Regions from separate parts of the Bombyx mori genome. Here region 1 is linked to region 2. A link is a contact called in public Hi-C data. All regions are on one chromosome and are shown on one strand. The core of a region is the stretch at or near the end of the contact, and the rest is flanking DNA. Distances in the headings are between cores, read along the strand shown. Region 1 has its middle 25 kb from the start of LOC101737149. Region 2 has its middle 22 kb from the start of Nanoso.

Region 1 (6,636 bases), core at 3,782-6,281, 80 kb before region 2:
GTATGCGGGCCGCGTGAGCGAACACTACACTTGCATAGGTCATGACGGGGCGTATGCAAGTTTTGTAGAGTGTCACCTTATTTCTAAGGGACATTTTACTTCGCCTACATATCATCGGGTAAAAGGTCGTAGTTGTCAGTGTTGTGACGAAAAAAAAAAAGTCTTTCTTCTATTTACTTTATTCATTTTTGGTCACAAACTTGGAGCCACGCTCTATTACTGTACTACTGAACTGTACTGTCTATTACTGTACATAATTAAATTACTATAGATTTTGTGGACAGTGCCCCTGGCATTGTCAATATCTATGTGCGAAGACGACCGAGTTCACCTGAGACCGAATGCGGTCACAAATAAACTTCGAAATTCGTTACAAATGTTATAACATTAGTGTAGCTGACAGTACTGAAGACATAGACAAGTAGGTCGGGTATCTTGTGGTCGATCGTATGACGCGACGTGTGCTTCCTGCGCTACCACCGACCGCCAAGCCCAGAAATAATATAATTTATATATAATAAAACATTACAATATACTAGCGGCACGCTCCAGCTCCGCTCGGGTCTTTAACAAAAATTTCAACGATATTTGACGGGGTTTTATTTTTTTAAATAAAAGAACGCTTATTGCGGCATAACTACAATAGTTAGACATATGCTGTCGCGACACTTTTTGTAAATAATAATGTGTTCTGCAAAGTCGTAGTACATTATTTTATTCTATCTTCAATAGTTTTGTGCAGGGCACGCGATGTAAATAATATTTTAGGTAATTTTTTTACACCTTGGGTTACATTATTGGAGTTTTAGTAAGAATCCCTAATTTTTTTCGAAAAAGTTATAGCATATATCACTAGGGAATAGTGTAGCTTCCAAACAGTGAAAGAATTTTGCAAATCGGTTCAGTAGTTTCGGAGCCTATTCAATACAAACAAATAAATCTATCCTCTTTATAATATTAGTATAGAAGTATAGATTTTAGGACCTCTTATGAGTCTGCACGGGTAGGTACCACCACCCTGCCTATTTCTGCCGTGAAGCAGTAATGCGTTACGGTTTCAAGGTTGGGGCAGCCGTTGTAACTATACTGAGACCTTAGAACTCATGTCTCAAGGTGGATGGCGGCATTTACGTTGTAGATGTCTATGGGCTCCAGTAACCACTTAACACCAGATGGGCCGTGAACTCGTCCACCTATAAAGCAATAAATAAAAAAACAATGTATATCAAGTACCGAGTACCTATTTGTCTTTTCTTATATACTACCCGTTTGTCTTGGAAGGCAAAAAAGTGAAACTGGTATTTATATCACTCAACTATTGGCGCAAAATGGGCTTATTTCTTGAGAACTAGCACTAATAGTGCCCAAAAGTAGTATTCATATATGTACACAAATTTTATTTTATTTAGTGTCTGTGAGCATACGGCGCATCTGATCTTAAGTGTTTATTTACCGAAGCCGATGGACCCGAACGCCATCCTTCATCATCTAGTATCAGGTCGCATACGATTGCATACGATGATGGTTCTTTTCACTTATTTAAGGACGACGTGTGAAAGAGCGAGTGCATGTCGCCGTCTCTCTCGCACGACCCTGCTTAAATCGATGACATCATGAATAATTTTGTGCAACCTTTTTGTTACTTTCCTCAATCACCAGAGTCAAAAGGTTTCGTATTTTATAATAATAATTAGTGAACGAAAACATACCTAAATAATTGTTTTAAAAGTAAATACGTATCCCTCCCTGTTAATGAAACTTTATTTATACAAATTAAACAATGGAAATTATGATTGAAAGTTCATCTACCTTAAATAAGAGTTTCGAATAATGTAAAAACACTTCTATTGTTCGTGGAGAATGGTCAATACACCGGGGGTTTCCTTGGTGGGTAAAACAGGTCGTTGTCATGGCAACGACGTGCACAACAATAAGTCGTGTTTATATGTTCTCGTTAAACATTGATTTACCTTTAAAATTTAGGGGATTTAACGAAAAATCCAAATTATATCATTAGGGACTGTTATATAAGTCGTCGTAGCCTAAAGGATAAGTTATCCGGTGCATTCGTATCTAGCGTTCGTATCCCGCAGACGGGTACCAATTTATCTAATGAAATACGCACTTAAGTAAAATTCGCGATTGACTTCCACGGTGAAGAAATAACATCTCTATATATAAAAATGAATTGCTGTTCGTTAGTCTCGCTAAAACTCGAGAACGGCTGGACCGATTTGGCTAATTTTGGTCTTGAATTATTTGTGGAAGTCCAGAGAAGGTTTAAAAGGTAGGTAAATATGAAAATGCTCGGAATTAAATAAAAATTACAATTTTGTTTTTCCTTAGATGTGCCCCCGGCGGACAGATTCCTTTTGTTTGTTTTAAGTTTATTTTATACAAAAGTTTAGGTCTTTTATTTATCGATTGAGGTACTGCGAAGTCTGCCGGGTCAGCTAGTCGTGTAATAAAAATCATACTCGCAAAATTATAATTTGCGTAATTACTGGTGGTAGGAACTCCTGTGAGTCCGCACGAGTAGGTATTTATAGGTAGGTACCCTACCTATTTCTGCCGTGAAGCAGTGATGTGTTTCGGTGTGAAGGGTGGGGCAGCTGTACTGTTTAAACTCGTCCGTTTAGGCTCGTCCTCCATCTATGCAATAACAAAAGAAGAAATAAAGAAAGACAAATTATCTTGTGCATCGAATAAACAACGCGTGCGTACAGAATATAAGGAGTATTTATAAATCATATTCACGAAATTAGTAGAGTAGTGAAGTGAATCCTTGATACCGAGGTGGGTTAGTGACCTTAATATCTGCTACATCAATAAGATCTTTAATGAGTTAAATGTCGCGACAGTACACAGGATATATCAATTATCAAAAAAAAGTGGTCAAGAATCTTCATTTTAAATAAATAACATTATTTATAGATAATCCTTTAGATTTTTGTGCAAACTTTTAATGTTTCAAGAAAAATAATCTTAATACCTGCGTAATAATTATTTTGACCTTTTTAGGTTTGTGTCCGGGCGGAGTCGTAATCGGCATACATCTTCTTAATGTTATCAAATGCAGACGGGCGTCGCCAAATTAAATGCAAGTGCTGTTTATATATATATATATATATATTAATACGTGAAGCAACAAAGGTACAAAGTTACCTCTTTTTGCGAAAATTGCGCCGACGGAGGAGCATGAAATTTCCCACACTTATAGAGAATATAGAGAAGGAGTGCAGAATGTTAATATTTTTTAGTCCTAGCAAAGAGCAGGGCTTCGCAGAATCTACCATCGGATCGGAAACGCGACCCACTGAGAAGATCCGGCGAGGAACTCAGCGGGCTGTGTCTGTGGGTTAGTTTACTCACCGAGCCCTTCTTCGCAAGACTCGCAAGCGACGGATTCGACGAGAACGATGACCGGTGCTTGAGGTACCTAAAAGCACCGTTAGTGGATCGGGAGGATCCGAAATGACGTAACTAAGACACATGAGATGGATGTCACAGTTGTATTCCACGCCCTGCCCGATTACGTACATCAACAACTTGTTATCGTTAGAGCGACTGCTCGTCTGCCACCGAAGATCAACAAATATATTAACTTACGGGTGCTTTACGTTTTATTTTGTTTAACTTAGAACGAACGCTTCAATTTCGAATGATAATTTTTAATTTTAATACTAAAGTTTTGTACGTTTTGTCATATTGAGCTATATGAGCTCGTGATGACCTCAGTTTTCATTTTTTGGTAGCATGTCAGCGAAAACAGCTATATCTAAATAATGGATTACAACAAACAAACGACTCAGAATTTATTTGTTTGACTCTTCGTGTCTCGTATATTTCTCGATTCGGTTCACGAAGAACAAAAACTTTACAGCTATATAATAGTTTTTAGGGAGAACGAGGGAGACCGAATGTTAGACCGGAGGGCAGTTCGCGGGTTGAAAGGTTGTTTTTGGGAACTTCAACGTCTGCAAATTGATCTCGTTAGGTCGAGCAATGATATAATGATACAGTGGATAATAATAATGTACAATAACATGTAAGATAAAGATTCTTAACCTAAGTTAGATGCAATGTTATTCGCTGCAAGTGTTAGAACGTAATTTTGAAACAATGAATAGGTTTTTATTGGTATAAACAGATTAACAGCCGAAGCCCTTGGAAATCTTGAAACGACAGGTCAAAATTTCAATTGTTTAAGATTGATATCGTCTATCACAACTTATGCCTTATGACTCCTTTGTTGTTGAAAATAGGTAGGTTGTTAGACGTACCCCGTTCGGGTTCAACTTGAGTCACAGCTTCAGAAATACCATAGATAATAAACATAAATTATTTGTAGATAAGCAATTCAAGTACTCAACAATAATGTTTACGGGCGTCGGCCACTAGATGGCTTCGCTTCGATTAGTTTCTCATTGCTCCTGTAGATGGCAGTAGTATACTCGTATTACCTATCCTATGTTTTATTTTTAACTAGCTGACCCGCCAGACTTCGTAGTGCCTCAATCGATAAATAAGAGACACATCAAAGGAAAAACAAAATTGTTTGTTTTTATATAATTCCGAGTTTTTTTTATATTTTCTCACCTTTTAAACCTTCCCTGGACTTCCACGAATAATTCAAGACCAAAATTAGCCAAATCGGTCCAGCCGTTCTCGAGTTTTAGCGAGACTAACGAACAGCAATTCATTTTTATATAATATTATAGAGATGAAAGTTTTTGTAAATTTTCAGAAACCACAAATTGTTAAAATTTAATCAATTTGTCTATAACAAAAAAAGCATTGTGTGATAATTTTTTTTAATTTTCTGTTTTTAGTTATACAATAATTAAATGTCTTAATTTTCACAACATATAAGTTTAGGGGCAACTAAAAGATGTCGCTAGTATCAATACAAAAAATATTTGTCATATAGTATCGCAATTTCAGGGCCCTGATAACTACTAATGCTGCAAGCCGGTAACATAAAGCGACTACTAGAAGTGATAAATGCTACTGCTAGTGACATCTGTGTACTTAAATAAAACTATTACTAGCGACATCTATCGACGCCATTAAATAAAGTTTTCCCACTCTGCCAATAAAATTAATTGTTGTTCATTTTTACATTAATTTCATTATGATGTATGTACTTTTAGAAACATTCTCACTCTTCACACTACTTATTTTTGTCAATCAGTACTACAATGTAATAAATATAAAATATTATTTTAGTTAGATATTGACTTAAATAGGTTTCACGGATAAGCGCCATCTCTTGTCAAACTATATAACTTTTAATGTGAGTTGAAAATGATTTGAGATTTTGGTTATTAAAACTACCGCTAGATGGAAACGAGAATAAAAACAAATGTCAAGGTGTGAAAGGCTTCTTAGCTAAAGCGAAATTTTTTAAGCTTTACAGGAGAGCCAGCTATTTTAATGGTTTAAACACAATTGAAGTTCGATTAAAAACATCGAATTGTGGTTGCTGATACTCGTACCAAATAAAACGGACCTTAATTACAAAGATAAATGTCGCGTATTAAGCGAAATGTCGCGTATTAAGCGAAATGTCGCTTAAACCACCTTTGTAGTGCTTTTCACCCCTCGATGTGATTTTCCTTTAACGCATTTTAATAGGTTTTAATTAAAAGTCATCATTTTAATGAAAGCAGTCTTTTATATAGGACATTTGAAAATTAGAATCGATATTCTTTGGAAATCTAATCATTTAATATTTCATTCCAAATACAAATATTCAGAGAGATTGTATTTAAAAAAATTAGATTCGTAAATAGCAGGCGATCGCTGATTTCCACAATACAACTGAGGGTATAATATGTCAGAACAAAATGAATCGATACCGCATGTTCCATGGGGAGTGCTCTGAGGAATTGTTCGAGATGATACCAACGTCTCGTTTTTACCATCGCACCGCCCGCCACCGGAGTAGAGTTCACCCATACTACCTGGAGCCACTGCGGTCATCCACAGTGCGTTTCCAGAGATCTTTTTTGCCACGTACCATCCGGCTATGGAATGAGCTCCCCTCCGCGGTGTTTCCCGAGCGCTATGACATGTCCTTCTTCAAACGAGGCTTGTGGAGAGTATTAAGCGGTAAGCGGCGGCTTGGCTCTGCCCCTGGCATTGCTGAAGTCCATGGGCGACGGTAACCACTCACCATCAGGTGGGCCGTATGCTCGTTTGCCTACAAAGGCAATAAAAAAAAACCTAATTAATAAAATTATACGCTCAGTGTCCTTAGTGCGAGTTTCTTAACGTTCTCGATAGCGTAAAAGTTAATAATAATAAAACATTTATTTCAGAAAAAATCCATAAATTAATAATAATACAATAGTCAGCACACAAACAGTTCAACAATACAAATAGAAAATGAACAATATACTAATTCAATTAATTAAATATACAAAGGAAATGAATTAGAAACACATAATTATATCAATACAGTAAGTAGTAACCACTCTATGTCAATATTAGCTATCATTATGTCAATCAGTTAATTAATTTGGAGAAAAAATAAAATAAAAAGAAAATCATACACATTTCATAATGAGGAGTAAAATAATAATAAGGATATGTCAGTCTTGTCCGGTAATTATACACATCCATTTATGTTGG
Region 2 (6,539 bases), core at 3,533-6,032:
GCCCACCTGGTGTTAAGTGGTTACTGGAGCCCATAGACATCTACAACGTAAATGCGCCACCCACCTCGAGATATAAGTTCTAAGATCTCAGGTATTGTTACAACGGCTACCGCACCCTTCGAACCGAAACGCATTACTGCTTCACGGCGGAAATAGGCGGGGTGGTGGTACCTACCCGTGCGGACTCACAAGAGGTCCTACCACCAGTGTGAAGATATTTCAGATTAACACAAGGCGTGCTGTCGTCTTGTCCTACGAAGTCTTGAATCTGCGATCTCTTTGACCGGCGCCTTCGTGTCGCTGGACCAATACCATGATTTATGGCTAATTAATTTACAAAAATAAAGAATTAACATAATGAAATGCAGCGAAAGTTCTAAGACCGCAAAGAAAGTTTCAAACGAAATAAGTTTTTATCCCATTTCTACCTTTACAAATGCCGGATTTTTTGGTTGACCTTTCAAAATTTGCGTATGTATGTATTGAGAAATGATGAGCTTTTTCCGATTTGTCACTTGATTGTGATTCATCTTTTAATCTCAAAAACATTATAAGTTTCAATTCAAATATACTAGATGTCATGCACAGAATTTTTTTAATAGCATTTTGTGTTTTAATTCGTCAATTCTTCTATAAATCAGCAATTACGGTGAAACTGAATTTTTTTTTTTTTTTTATTGCCTTTGTAGGCAGACGAGCGTACGGCCCACCTGATGGTAAGTGGTTACCGTCGCCCATGGACTTCAGCAATGCCAGGAGCAGAGCCAAGCCGCTGCCTACGGCTTAATACTCTCCACAAGCCTCGTTTGAAGAAGGACATGTCATAGCGTTCGGGAAACACCGTGGAGGGGAGCTCATTCCATAGCCGGATGGTACGTGGCAAAAAAGACCTCTGGAAACGCACTGTGGATGACCGCAGTGGCTCCAGGTAGTATGGATGAACTCTACTCCGGTGGCGGGCGGTGCGATGGTAAAAACGAGACGTTGGTATCATCTCGAACAATTCCTCAGAGCACTCCCCATGGAATTCATAAGCTTTAGTAATACAAAATAGTCACTACTGTTGCCCATAGTCATCAGCTATATGAGGTATCCAGCCAGATTACAGACAACGAGTTAGTTCTTGTCAAATATCGTTTGAAGAAGGGTCATAGTGCTAAGCTACCCCATGTAGATCGTTACATAGTTATTCTAATAGGCATAATGAAATGATGCGTTCTCGTTTGAAAACCTTTCGCTTTTAAATCGACAATAAGATTTAAGCTGCAATTATTGATTCGAATTTTGACGTTTATATAGATTATTAGAATTTAGCGTTAGTCTGCCTATGAACGCTACGAAAGATCTACTATACCTACGTTTGTTTTAGCAATATTACTAAGATGGTGCATTGGGGGTTTGCGCAGGTAAATACCGTTATAGTCCTTATTAACGCGTCTAAAAATCATTTATACTACATAGGATTTGAGCTGATATTTCCGAGTAGTCCAATTGAACTTTTTTTTATTTTGTGAAATCAATACAAAAATTATCATATTAAATCGCTTTATGTTCTGTTTTAGACCAACGTACGACCTCACAGACACAAATTCTAGGTTAACATGATTAATTACACAGATTTGAATATCGTGAGCGTTCTCCGGCATGACCGAGTCGGAGCTGCATTTAGATTAACGTTTTTTTAATTAAGCCATTGCCATGAACTTTTGTACAGACGGCGAAAAAATGAAACTTCTTAATTTCGATCGAATTTTGATAAAAGGAAACAATTGATCAAACTTTTTTTTTATTTCTCCGTGATTCCACATAGTACCCTACACGTGTGATGGTAGTGCTGTGGATGCTTATTAATAAAAAAAACGAATAAGGATGGCCTCCGTACATATGTAGTATGTCTTCTTTTGTTTTTGTAAAGACTATCTTTTTAAACTAGAGCTCAGTGATGCACTTGCTATTACTTCAGAATAAACATGACAGATAAGGATGTGGAGTCTCAGTACAACTGTAGCTCGTGCCGTTTAAAACATACGAAGTTTTGAGCTGTAAGCATTTGTGAGCACGCATTGTGAGTAAATTAAATCGAACATATATCCGTATATTATGAATGTTAACGAATGAATTAGGTCATGTAAGTATCGGCTATCGGTAGAGTTGCTCTAAATTATTTAAGTCAACTTGAAAAATTGTCAAAATCTATCTACAACCTTGACCATGACATCAACACTTCCGTTTGTAAAGCAGTGCCGTGTTAGAGCGAGACGGAGCAAGTAATTGGAGTAGTTCGAGCGGGACGGCGATACGAGAAAGTGTGCCACTGACCCACTTTGCGAAGACATCCGTAAACATGCGATTTGTTGCGTGAGAATGCGTTTTGTGCTCACAAACAGTTTGATGCTTATAAAATCGTAAACCTTAATAAATACGGCTAGAATTCATTAATATAAAATAAAACTTCAAGTCTGCACCTTATCTACTACTAGCGACCCGCCCTCGCTTCGCTTCGGAAACTGTAATTTATTATTAATTTCTCCACTATTTAATGGATGTTATTATACATATAAACCTTCCTCTTCAATCACTCTATCTATTAAAAAAAACCGCATGAAAATCCGTTGCGTAGTTTTAAAGATTTAAGCATACATATGGACGATAGCAGATATAGGGACAGAGAAAGCGACTTTGTTTTATACTATGTAGTGATGGTAACAACTATAATCGTGACTATATTTTTTTTGTGCGTTTATTCCGTGATGGCTACCGTAGTACAGTAGAAAAAGAATTATACCCTTTGTTCACGATTCAATATAGTGAAACACAAGCTGTAGGTCTGCACTAAATATGTAGTAGAAGATTTCAGATTATACACACCCGGCTCGTAGGTACAATTAATAACCGTTATTTATCTTTAAAAATATTAACTCAGGTAGGTTGGAATAACCGTAATGCATGTACAAATTGCAACAGAAATAAGGACATTAATACCATCGTGGATAAATATTTTGTGGGCAGCGTTGTATAATGTAAAAACTGTTTTTTTTACCGTTTTTATTTGCAATGTAGGTGAGTATTTTGGTAAGATGTGCCTCTTACGGGAAATATGGCGAGAATTTATCGTGAGTGTAGATTTAGGAACTCGTTATTTTGCGAAGCGGGTTTGGAAATAAATAATTTTAAAAATATCTCGTTTTTTATTTAATGTTAAAGCATATTGTATTTAGAATGTATATAATTCCATGTTCATATTTCGGTTTTCTTCATCATTATTCATGTGGTGTGATCATTCTGCGGTTCCAAGCCAACGTTTCTACTTTAAAGTGTAAGCTGCCATCACCAATACCACAAAAAAGACGTATTAATTATTTACGTCTAATTTCTCCAATCTTACTTTTAATTTACCTGCTGTGTCTATCGTCAAAAATACTTTTGTTTTAAGTTTCAATATATGTAGGTATACACTTTTTAACGCGTCCAACAATTATTGAGATAATTTTATTTAAACATGACTTTTTTGCTTATTTCTCTTTTGTTTTAAATGAGTAATAAAGCCCAGAGAAAATATCAAATGTACCTAAGTGGAGAAAAATAACGTGGCTTAAAGTTTATCAAAAAAGTTTTATGCACTAAGCTATATAGCAAGTAAATCTCTGTAGGTGTGTGGTATCTATAAAAAATTGCACCACCCCTGTCTTTCAGAGATTGTGGTACACAGTGGCTAAGGGATTCCCGGCGAAAAGGGCAGCAGTGTTCTCTGAGTATTAAACTAGAGTACAGTGATAGCACCCATAGACACAACCCACTGAGTTTCTCGCTGGATCTTCTCAGTGGGTCGCGTTTCCGATCCGGTGGTAGATTCTTCGAAGCACTGCTCTATCTAGGGCCATTGTTAGCAACACCTTCGACTTGAGCCCCGAGAGCTCACCTACACGCTAGGGTAACGGTGATATAGCCTCTCAAGGCTATCAGCATAGCTAGGAGAAAAAAGTGATAGTATTGGGTGACTCGTGTTGTGAGCTCGCATGGGTACCGCCATCCTGCCTATTTCTGCTGCGTTAATGTGTTCCAGATGGAAGGGTGGAATAGCCGCAATGTAATGAATTGAAACTTGCACGCACTTCGACCTCACGTCCCAAGATATGTGCCACTATATTCTTTGTGTCTTTAAAAATATATAAATAAATAATAACAACAAAAAAGAAAAGGTTAAAAGGTAATAAAGTTTAAAAGTAAAAGTCTAGGAGTTTGCTATAAACTATAATACTTTAAATTTATATGCTGACCTCGTTAGCTATGCTTCTGGTAATGCTGATGTTCAAGAGCGACAGAGGCCACTCTCCATCCTGCGAATCCAATGCTGATCTGCCTTCGAAGGCAACAAGGCACTTCAACACGCCAGCCCTAATAAATCTTAACAATTAACAAATGTGGTAGGACCTCTTCTGAGTCGCGCATTTACGTGGTAGATGTCTATGGGCTCCAGTAAACACTTAACACCAGGTGGGCTGTGAGCTCGTCCACCCATCTAAGCAATAAATATAAAAAATGTTAAAGATTTTTGTTATTCTGGGCCTAATTCGTGCCGAGTTCATACTCGTCTTGTTTGTGTATTTCTCACTCAGTCAAAAACAGGCAGCTAAACCTGCCGATAACCATAAACCTCATTTGACGGTCCTGAATACGTAAGATCAAGGTTCGTTGATAATCAAAAGCCGTATTCCGTCGAGCTGCACTTGTTTCGTGATGCGCGTTACAACCGGCGTGCCACATACGAGCGGACAGCGTTTCGCCAATAACTGTGTCAGACTTTGCAGGGCGAGAGTGAATGCGGGTACAGTTAGACGCCATGACTTTTACTTTCCTACCCCGCCCCGCCCCGCCGCGCTCCTCCCCGCGCCTCTACGCGCGTTTCATTTGCATTTTACCTCTTGTGTTTTATGCTGGCCTGGTACTAGGCAAATGTTTTTAGAATTGGACTTTGGGATGCCAACACATAGACTTATACTTACTTCTGTTGAGAAAGATAGAAGCCTCCATTACTTTAAAATACGGTTATCTGATTTTCCACAGAAATATGATACTTTAAATTTGTATAATATTGTATGGAAATTCTAGTTTTTAATAATAATAATGCATTCTGGCTGTTATTAGGAATCACTACTTTATTAATAAGTCCAATATACAGTTTTACCAACAGCCTAGTGATAGTGACACAGCAAAAGCACGCTAAAACTTGAACATTAATTGTTGAACATAAAAAATTCAGAAATTCTACGCTTCAAACTAAAACGCAAGTTGCAGCCGATTTAATCAGAACGGCGACTTAGATAGAGCTCTAAGCCAGAAGAGACTTCGTTTTCATGTTTAGCCTACTCATCATCATCATTATCCTGCCCTTCTCCCAATCACCTGGGGTCGGCGCAACATGTTTTCTCCTTCCATACTCTTCTATCATATACCATTTCTTCGCTCACTCCCCTCCTACCCATATCGTCTTTCACACAATCCATCCATTTCTTCTTAGGTCTACCTCTTCCTCTATATCCTTCCACATTCATAGTTAACACTCTCTTAACAACCTCATTTTCATTTCGTTCGTTTCATTTCATGTTTAGCCTACTCAATGCAATAAATAAATAATATACCCTCAGGACACTGTTTTGAGCTCTCTGGAGGCACATGATTTTGATTTGCTGGCTGTCGACCACAGTTGGTTTCCATACGTCCAGATCAGTTTTATTATTGAGCAATACACTCTTAACTTGTTGGATAGGGATAAGGCAGCCTGTCTACCCAGAAGCCAGAGTAGGTTTTCAAATCTAATGTTAATTTCGTTACGCTTCGTTTTGATGTGGTCTTTCCATGTCATCCTTCGGTCCAAGTGAAATTCAAAGTACTTAACACAGGTTGATTGCGGCAATGTATCGTGGCTGAGTTTGACTGGAGGACAAGTATCACATCTTAGGGTAAATGTGATGTGAGAATTGGGGGCGCTTGCTTTTATGCGCCACTTGGTCAGCCAAGTGTTAGTGACATCGAGCTGGGTTTGCAACAGTCTGGTCGCTTCATTAGGATCACAGCTACAACTGAGGAAGGCTGCATCATCGGCAAAGGTTGCTACCGCTTACAATACAAATCAAATACAATACAAAATACAAATAAATGATGAGGTTAATCTCACCCCACCTGAGTAGGTCCGTGATCGCCCTTGGTGGGTGGAAAGTGAAGCGCTTCTAGTGAAACTGACCAGCTAATCCTTCTTTCATAAAAAAGTATGTAATACAAAAAAAAAATATGGTATTTGAACTAAACATCTGAATCGGCTCAGTCAAGGCACATCGCATGCACCGGGCGACTTATCCTTTAGGCCACGACAACTTCGAACCTTTAAAACTAAATTAGAGGCACAGATGACTGGCATTTGTACCTATAGTGCTTACTTTTATACACTTTCCTTACATATATTATGTTGTGTAGGTACTATACAATGAAAATAAAGAAATCAATAAATGATATCGTTCGAGCGACGCTACTTTTATTACGAC

Evidence for each region. Hi-C and Micro-C count contacts between places; a contact is called where the count stands out from the background.
Region 1: a contact with region 2 is called in a Hi-C map of middle silk gland, with 3 times the contacts expected there. The contact joins two enhancer-like sites. A contact is called at or near these places in 2 of 7 Hi-C or Micro-C datasets (middle silk gland and posterior silk gland).

Annotation. Positions count from the first base shown.
Region 1 is chr15:18,092,591-18,099,226 of ASM3026992v2, reverse strand. No RefSeq gene overlaps it. Among protein-coding and RNA genes, the nearest start is that of LOC101737149, 25 kb to the right of the region's middle. Within about 2 kb of position 5,031, at least 6 of the 8 cell types and tissues checked have open chromatin away from gene starts, as enhancers often do.
Region 2 is chr15:18,012,539-18,019,077 of ASM3026992v2, reverse strand. No RefSeq gene overlaps it. Among protein-coding and RNA genes, the nearest start is that of Nanoso, 22 kb to the right of the region's middle. Within about 2 kb of position 4,782, at least 4 of the 8 cell types and tissues checked have open chromatin away from gene starts, as enhancers often do.